Regions from separate parts of the Mus musculus genome. Here regions 2 and 3 are each linked to region 1. A link is a contact called in public Hi-C data. All regions are on one chromosome and are shown on one strand. Each heading gives the region's core, a stretch centred on a gene start, on an enhancer-like site or on the middle of the called end of the contact. The rest is flanking DNA. Distances are from core to core; before and after follow the strand shown.

Evidence for each region. Hi-C and Micro-C count contacts between places; a contact is called where the count stands out from the background.
Region 2: a contact with region 1 is called in a Hi-C map of uterus, with 5 times the contacts expected there. The contact joins two enhancer-like sites. A contact is called at or near these places in 10 of 484 Hi-C or Micro-C datasets (Sertoli cells, cortical neurons, differentiating embryonic stem cells and 4 more) and 1 of 9 other capture datasets (embryonic stem cells).
Region 3: a contact with region 1 is called in a Hi-C map of uterus, with 2.6 times the contacts expected there. The contact joins two enhancer-like sites. A contact is called at or near these places in 3 of 484 Hi-C or Micro-C datasets (cerebral cortex, muscle stem cells and uterus).

What each region holds. Positions count from the first base shown.
Region 1 is chr7:35,900,959-35,903,810 of GRCm38.p6, forward strand. No RefSeq gene overlaps it. Among named protein-coding and RNA genes, the nearest start is that of Gm36234, 21 kb to the right of the region's middle. Within about 2 kb of position 1,368, at least 22 of the 459 cell types and tissues checked have an H3K27ac peak or open chromatin away from gene starts, as enhancers often do. A contact at or near this core is called in uterus, where this site is marked.
Region 2 is chr7:36,316,639-36,319,490 of GRCm38.p6, forward strand. No RefSeq gene overlaps it. Among named protein-coding and RNA genes, the nearest start is that of Gm46016, 150 kb to the left of the region's middle. Within about 2 kb of position 1,378, at least 21 of the 459 cell types and tissues checked have an H3K27ac peak or open chromatin away from gene starts, as enhancers often do. A contact at or near this core is called in uterus, where this site is marked.
Region 3 is chr7:36,246,170-36,249,021 of GRCm38.p6, forward strand. No RefSeq gene overlaps it. Among named protein-coding and RNA genes, the nearest start is that of Gm46016, 76 kb to the left of the region's middle. Within about 2 kb of position 1,477, at least 2 of the 459 cell types and tissues checked have an H3K27ac peak or open chromatin away from gene starts, as enhancers often do. A contact at or near this core is called in uterus, where this site is marked.

The sequences.
Region 1 (2,852 bases), core at 118-2,617:
GTAGCTTCCTGTCTTTTAATATCTGACTGAATAGGTCTTAATCACTTGCCCCTGTTTTTGACAAAAAAGATGTTTCTTGGAGATTCCTCAGTTTTTTTTTTTTTTCTGATGGACCTTGGTATAAATGTGGCAAAATGTCAAGAAAGCTTGAACTGGATTTTTGCCTGGGGTTGATATTAAAGTTGAAAGGATGGATGGGAGGGCATTAGCATGCCAGCAATACACATTTCATTTCATTCAGTAATTCTGCCTTTAAGTTTTTAAGTCATATGAAGAAGGGTTTCTGAATAAAAGGTTTTAGCCTCCGTATCAGCTGCAGGGACGTAAACAATTGAAGAGGGGGAATGAACTTGGTACACCTACAACTTAAAACACCCCACCAGCCCCGTGGCTTATCCTGGTAGGATGCTTGCCGGCCAAACCTGACAACCTGAGTTTGATCCCTGGGAACCACAGTGTGGAAGGAGAAAACTGACTCCCACAGATTATCCTCTGACCTCCATACCTACATCCTCTTCCCATCGTACACACACACACACACACACACACACACACACACACTCACACACACACACACACACACACACACACACACACACACACACACACACACACACACACACATACACACACGCACAGTGCATTGCCACTAGCAATAGTAATACTAGTGAAATTAAAATTGAAAATATTATGCAGCCCTTAAAAAGGTATTTTCCAGCTGTTTACAGAATTTACTTTAATTTGAACACTAGGTCAAACATCAGGTCTTCAGACAAAAAGCCTTGCTCTTTTCCTATGCCCATTTACCTCATCAAAACTGAAGCCAAACAGACTGAAATGTTAGTAAGTTGTCTTCATGAGAGAGGTGATTAGGGATGGTGGCTAGTTTTAAATTTGAGGGTTTTTTTTTTTGCCTTGCTTTATAGTTTTTCTGTCATTTGCATGTGTCATGTGTTGGATGTCCTGTGTGATGCAGGATGGCAGCCCTCAACCTCTGCGGAAGGAGCTCACAGCAGGTGCCTACAGCCTGGGGAGGGCTGTGGAGTCCGGGTGGCGGCAGCGGATGCAGTTTCTCACATGGCCGGAGGGTGGCAGTGTCCGCTCGCAGACTCCGGGCTGGCGGCTTTGATGACCTTTGTCAGCCGGCGCAGCCTCTCGTTTATCACCGATCACAGAGTGGAATGAACATATTTACTTGTGTTTTGCTTTCCACTTATAATATCTAGTGGCATGGGAGGGAAATGAAAACAATTGTTCATAGGGGAAATTTATGAGCTTCATCTGGCTGCATGATTCCCGCAGTTGCCCCAGCGCCGCCCAGAGAGTGGAGATGGCTCCTTATATCCCCAGAGGTCCTCATAGGGCCTTGCAATACTTGCCTCTGGCCAGCAGACTTTCCCACACTCTTCGCCTCCCTTTGAATTTGCAAGGAGAAGGAGCTTTACATGTCATCTTTTGGGGGTGGCACGGTAGTCCAAGCTGCAGGCTGAGTCCCACCTGAAGTCTGGGCTAGCCTTTATCTCTTGACAATCCCCCTAATTGCTTCTTCGGATGAGCTGCTGCTGGGGCAGGGCTCTGGGGACCCTTTGGAGCCTTAGAGAGCTCTCCAAGATCTGGATGGGGTGGGAGGGGCCCCTCCCTCTGAGGTTCTAGGAAAAGGGCAGCTCTGGGCTTAGTGTCCATGTGTGCTTTTTGTGTGGAAGAGTGGGAAACAAGGTGGGTAAGTCTACTCTTCCAGCCTGTCCCCGAATAGTGCCCCAGGCAGAGAGACAGGATTGCTCTCCCATGGAAGGCAGATAAGGAGGTGTCTTATTTTCAGGGGCTTTGGGCCCCAGGTTCACAGAACTTGGTGCTGAGAACCTGGAACCAGCTCTGTCTGAGGTCCAGATCTAGGCAAGAAGTTCTCCGAGAGCGACTCGTCTGTTCCTGCTGAGGCCACGCCCCTGACTCCAGCTTTCAAGGTCTCTGCAAAGAGGAGCCAGCCTCATGTTCCTTAACACCAGAGTGTGGAAAGGTGAGATGTGAAAACACAGAAGCAGCTATGGAACGCACGGCGGGGAGCCAGTACCTGTGTTGCTCCACAAGGCATTCTGGCTGCGCATGCGCTGGGGGGATGACAGCTATAAGTTGTCGAAGATCTGCAGCAGACCACCATAGGTTCACTATTCTGTTCTATCCTTTTCCTACTCTACAGGCCCACATTTCCATGCCATCTCCTCTTTCTTTTTTCCTCTTCTCTTTCCTTCTCCCTGCCCCTCTAACCCTACCCCCTTTCCTCTTTAATTTCTTACAGGTCCCTTCTTCTTTCCCTCCTCCCTTTCTCAGACCTGAGGTGAGTCTTTGTATTCCTGTGCTTGCTCGCCTGTGACCCACGCACACAGGCTCTTGCTCGCCCTCAGCATTGTTCCTGTCTGAGGCTGCCTCCTTCAGTTCCGTGGGTCTGCAAGGGTGTGACTTGACATGGGTGGGAGCTGATGTGAGATGCATCGGGCATCTTGGAGGTAGTGCCCCTCCCACGAGGACACCTACAGGTGAGCCTTTGGGGCCATCGGGCCAGCAGGTGTGCTGTGCACGGAGCATCAGGAAAGGCTCTGATGTAGGCCCAGTGCCCTGAATTTCCTGTCTTGGGACTCCTGGAACGAGGAGACTGAATCCATCCAGAACAGATCTTTGTCCAGTGAGCACTTCAATGGCAGAAACAAGAGAAACGGGTCCGCAGACCCCTGCATAGCTGTAGCGACACTAGTACTTGCCCAGGACGGTGGTTTGGCTGATCAGTGTTTCCAGCCCCCGGGACCCTCCCTCGGCTCATTATAATCCACCATATTTCCCAGTCAGTCTTATAATCGAAT
Region 2 (2,852 bases), core at 128-2,627, 420 kb after region 1:
ATGATGGGAAGGCCTTTGGGGCAGATGGTGGTTAGCAGATTTGTAACTTCAGATGCTTGTTCTATCAGGAGGACTGCAGAACTGCCCTGGGGGAGGGACTTGGGGCCAATGCCCAAGATGGGGTGTGCCTTACTGAGGATCTAACTTAGAGCTGGTTTGTATAACAGGAGTGCTGCTTGTGTTTGATGGCGAGTTATGGACCATAAAAACATCATTTTGAAAATGGGCGTGGCTTCTCGTTTCATCATTTTATGTGTTCCTTCTCTTTTGTGGTCATGGTCATTGTCATTGCGATCACCCTAAAGTGTGTCTGGGAAAAGGATGAGACTGCTGGAGTAGGATCTTTCACTGTTCCACCAAGTGGATGGTAGATGGATGTGGAATAGATGTGTGAGCCAGGAACAGGCCTCAAGTGACCTTATAAAGTGGCCTATAGAGGTCCTGGCTGCTCTTCCCAATAGTGCTTTCATATTTACACGGCCTCTTCCTTTTCCTTTATCTCAGTCATCAAAAGCTTAAGGACATTTTAAAAACCACAGGGGCATCATGCATAAACTACCACCCCAGGCCACGGATGGAATTCATGGACAGGTTCCTCCTGGGGAGGGCCGGAGCACCCCCATCCAGGATGTCTGGGCTGTCACTAGCCCCATCTGTCTTCCTGACTGTAAAAATTAAACACATGCATAGGAGGGCTTGGGCAGCAGAGTTATGGGGGATATAAAGTGCATGACAGCAGATAAACTTGCCAGCCCCACAGTGGAACACCCGATCGTGGTGGTGCCAAGGAGGTGAAATGGGTCCAGATGCAGATGGACAGGCCCATTGCAGAGGGGAGAGGAAGCAGGGCCACTGAGGGTGGGGTCCCGGCTGCTCCTGACCTGAGTGCTTCTAGGAGCTGGGCTTAGCCTCTGAGGCCTCCCTCAGCACTCTTTGCAGTGCTAAAGGCTGTTTGCTGGAGGTGCCAGAGAACTGAGCAGGAGGCTCTCTGCACAAAGAGGCCTTCCATCTAGAGGCAGGAGAAAGCAGGAGGTCCAGGAAGGGGCAGGTATCAGATTACAGAGCCTTACAGTGTCTCTGACCAGTGAACTTCAAAAGCATTTCTGCTCTTGGGTCTGCTACTCTCAGCCCTTGCAAAATGCAGACAAGGTACTGAGAAAAGGTCAGGATAAGGGTATACAGAGAAATTCTTATAGGTGCCAGAGACTATAACCAGGGACCTGTACAGCTGGCTTCTCTACCAACAGTTTGTGACCTTGTCAACTGCCACTGGGACAATGCAGAGGGGGCCTGTAGGGACAACTAGGGAGAGGCCTCAACCAACAGGGCCTCACACAAGAGCCTGGCATGCTGTCTGCTGGGGGCTGGACCTTCCCTGTCCTAAGAGACTCATCAATGGAGCTTGCCAGGACATCTGGCCAGCAGGAGGGACAGAGCTCCTCGGTGCCTCAAGGGGCTGCGGGCTTCAGGCCAGGCTGCTCAGCTGTGTAGGAGGGAGAGAGAGAGAGAGAGAAAGAGAGAGAGAGAGAGAGACAGAGACAGAGACAGAGACAGAGACAGAGACACAGAGAGACAAACAGACACAGAGACAGAGACACAGAGACACAGACTCCGAGACAGACAGACAGAGATGAAGAAGAGGGAGAGACTGTGAGGGGAGAGGAGGGAAGAGGAGCACGGAGATAACATTTGCATTTCCTGATCTGGGGGTGGAGGAGGGAGGGGAGCACTCAGTATGAGGAAGTAGCTTCAGGAACCAGGGAGCCAAGAGGATTAAGCTAGTACGATTGTATCTTTGTTGTTTCAGTCTCTCAGAATTGTGTGCACCAACCAGTCTATCTCACCTTCGCCGAGGCCACCTACAGACACTAACCCAGATACCACAAGAATAACCATTTGTTGTTGTTGTTGCTGTTACGTCTTTAAGACAAGATCTCTTTAGCCTAGGCTAGCCTCCGGCTTGAGATCCTCCTGCCTGCTTCTCTCCCGGGTTCAGTTAGAACAGAGAAACCAGTTCCACCCAGAGAGTCACCCTGCTTGTCTGAGTCTCAGGCTAAAAGGTAGAGAAGGCTGGAAGGCCACTGAAACCTGCCCCGCCCCACACATCACTGCCTTCTCCCCCATCCCCTGTAGGGGTCATGAAAGGCATCCCAGGATGGGCAACTGAGAGGGTCAGGAGCCAGTCGGGGCTCTGGGAGTTAAAAGGGAAGGCTCCTTATACCTGCCACCCCTCCGACCCTAGAAAAGTCGATGTTTTATTTAAAAGGTTTGGGTTGGCTAAGTGTGGTAGGTTAAGTGCTCTTGAGATTCCAGCATTTGGGAGGTTGAGGCAGGAGGCCCTAGAGTTCCACACCAGCTTGAACTGTGCAAGAGAAGTGAATGATAGAATGAGAGATAGATAGATAGATAGATAGATAGATAGATAGATAGATAGATAGATAGATAGATAGGTAGGTAGGTAGGTAGGTAGGTAGGTAGGTAGATAGATAGATAGATAGATAGATAGATAGATAGATAGATAGATAGATTAATAGCCTTGGGCCTCAGCTTAGTTAATTTACACTAATCTCTAGTATCAAGACAAGAAACTAAATTCTATTGGATTCTTTTTTTTTAATTAAAAATGCTTTCATACAATTATTTGGATCATGTTTTTCTCCCTTCCCAACTCTCCCAGATCCTTCCCACCTCCCTCCCCTCCCCCAATTATATAATCTCTCTCTCTTAAAAATAATCTCACAAAAATAAAAATTAAAACAAACACAAAACCAGTAAAACCAAAACCAACAACGAAAACCCCCCAAAACACAGAAAGTTTCTGAGAGCCAGAGTTGGTGGGTAACTCAAGGAAA
Region 3 (2,852 bases), core at 227-2,726, 350 kb after region 1:
AGGTCCACTGCTGTGAATCTATTTGTAATGGAGACAGAAATGAGATCTTGAAATACACATATATGTTGTGAGGCAGACAGACAGTACTTTAGTCGTCCCACTATCAATATTGGAAAGTAGAAGGCAATTAAACATGAAAAAATGTCTTTGATAGTGACAAGAAAATAATTTTTCCTGAATTTTTCTACCCAGCCAAACTATCAGCCAACTGTGATAATAGAATAAAGATCTTTTCAGACATACAAGTTCCCAACTTATTCCTATTTTACAATTTGGAAACTACAGAAGATATACTCTATCAAGATGAGAGTAAACAAGAGAGGAAGACTGTCTTAGTTACTCTCTTATTGCTATGAAGAGCCACCATGAACCAAGACACCCTATAAGAGAATCATTTAACTGGAGCTTACAATTAAGAGAAAGAGAGTCCATGAACATCATGACATGAAGCTTGATAGCAGGCAGGCAGGCATGGTACCTGAGCAGTAGCTGAGATCTTACATTTGAGCCACAAGTATGAATCAAAGAGAAAGAGAGAGAGAACTAACTGGAAAGAATGTGGACTTTTGAAACCTCAAAGTCTACCCTCAGGGAATCACCTCCTCCAACAAGTCCACGCCTCCTGATTCTTTCCAAACAATTCTACCAACTAAGGACCAAGGATTCAAATATATGAACCTGTGTGGGGCTGCTCTCATTTAAACTACCACACTGACTATCAACCACCACTCCAGATTTTTCCCTTTTCTTCTTTCCCTTCTACCCTTCTCACTTCTTTCCCTTTTATATGTCCACTTAAGTCTAGGAACTAGAGTGATACCACACATAAAAGAAACAAGGTCACAGCTCACATAATATCTTTAAGTTCAATGCTGAGTTTTCAACTAGAGGACATATTCAGGTGAAGATGTTCAATCTAGAGTTTAGGGCACCCAGCCAACATGATAGATCCATAATTCTTGCCTCTATCTCTTAATGCTTACTTCAGCATATGACCTTTTGACAAGCACATGCCAAGTTTGATGTCCTTTAGGTGAATTCTTAGGCTTTTCTAGGTATTATCTGAATCTCAGGGGACATCACCTGGGTATCTTTTTCTTGAGTCTCTTGAAGTAGTTAGTGTGAGAGTGAATTGACACTGGAGAAGGCCTGCATTGATTATAGTATCCTAATATATAATTTTCCCAAAAACCTAAGCTTATGGGGAAAGAGTTCTCTCTTTGGCCAAATACCAGGCAAAACCTTGTTAGAACTTGATCTTGGCTGTTGCAGTCTGAGGAGGAAACAGAGATAGGAGACATCTGGGTGATAAGTAGGGCAGAAGTTGCTGCAGGCTGGGAGCCAGGCCAGGCCTGGACTACAACAAACCAGGAGGCACAATGCCAGGCCATTAGAAGCACTGCTAACTAAGTAGGGAGTCACCCCCAAAGTATATTCTAGGGAGAAACCAGATGGAGAGCACATGAGGCTAGAGGAAAATAGGAAGACAGATGATGAATTTGAGCTGTTTCCCTAAGAGATGCATTTGAGCTGAGCCCTGGTGGAGGGAAAGGATGGCTACCCAGATGTTGAGTACACAGGCAAGCACAGAGGCTGAGAACTCATGGCAACTTGGGATGGTGTGTCTTAGAATGTGGTTACAAAGCTGACACCATTCCTTCACTGAACAAGAACATGTTACTGAGAGCAGGAAGGTAAGCATGGGTCCAGAAAAATGCCCAGTCGTCAATCTGCAGGTCATTTATGCTATTTAAGAAGGTAGTGCAAAGTTCCAAGGGAAGTTACAGAAGGCTCACTCTGAAAGCAGGAAAGACAGGGGTTGTTGATATCCAAATGATATAAAGGCATTTCCAGGGAGGGTAGGTAGAAAAGCAGGGGATACTTTGCAGATGACCTGTAGCAGGCGAAGAAGAACCCAGAGGAACTAATGTCAACTCAATGGCAATGCCATGATTAGGATTCATCTGCAAAGCTCTGAGACTACCAAGAAGTAAAGGTTAGGGACACTGTAGTGTTGAAAATCACAAGGTGTTCTGGCATCACTCTGGAGGCTGGGCCATGAATGGCATCATTTATACGATGTGAAGAGTCTAATGTGAGAGTAGACGTGATGCAATAGCCAAGACATGGAAACAGCTGAGATGTCCATCAGCAAATGAGTGGATAAAGAAAATGTCTACAGTGGTTGGAGAAGTGCCTCAGGAGTTAAAAGAATGCTTACAGCTTTTGCAGAGGACCCAGGTTCAGTTTCCAGTACCCACACAGGGCCTCACAACTGCTTGAAATTACAGTTTCAGGAAACCAGTACCTTCTTGGCGTGAATAAACTCTGTGTCTGTCTGTCTGTCTGTCTGTCTGTCCGTCTGTCTGTCTTTGTCTCTGACTCTCTGCCCCGTCCCCCATCACATACACACCAAATAGATCTTTAAAGAAAATGTTTCCACACACAGTGGAGTTTTATTTAGCCATCAAGAACACAGTGATGTCATTTTCAGAACAATGAGTGGATAAGGGACCACCTTGGAAGTCCAGAAGCAAGGATCCATTCTTGGAGACTCACACCTGTAATCCTAGTGTCTGGTGTGTGTATGTGTGTGTGTGTGTGTGTGTGTGTGTGTGTGTGTGTGTGTGTGTGTGTGTGCTGAGTCAGGAGGATTGCTATGAGTTCAAGGCCTGACTGAATGATAGAGTGAGATGATATATATATATATATATAAAGTATACCTAGACTAACATCTCATTTACATAACCTAGATTAAATATATTATATGGCATGGGTATAGAAGTGGATTGTGTGGAGAGGAGAAAGGAGTCTAAGGGGGAAAGGAGGAGGGAGAAGAGAAGAAAGCTTGA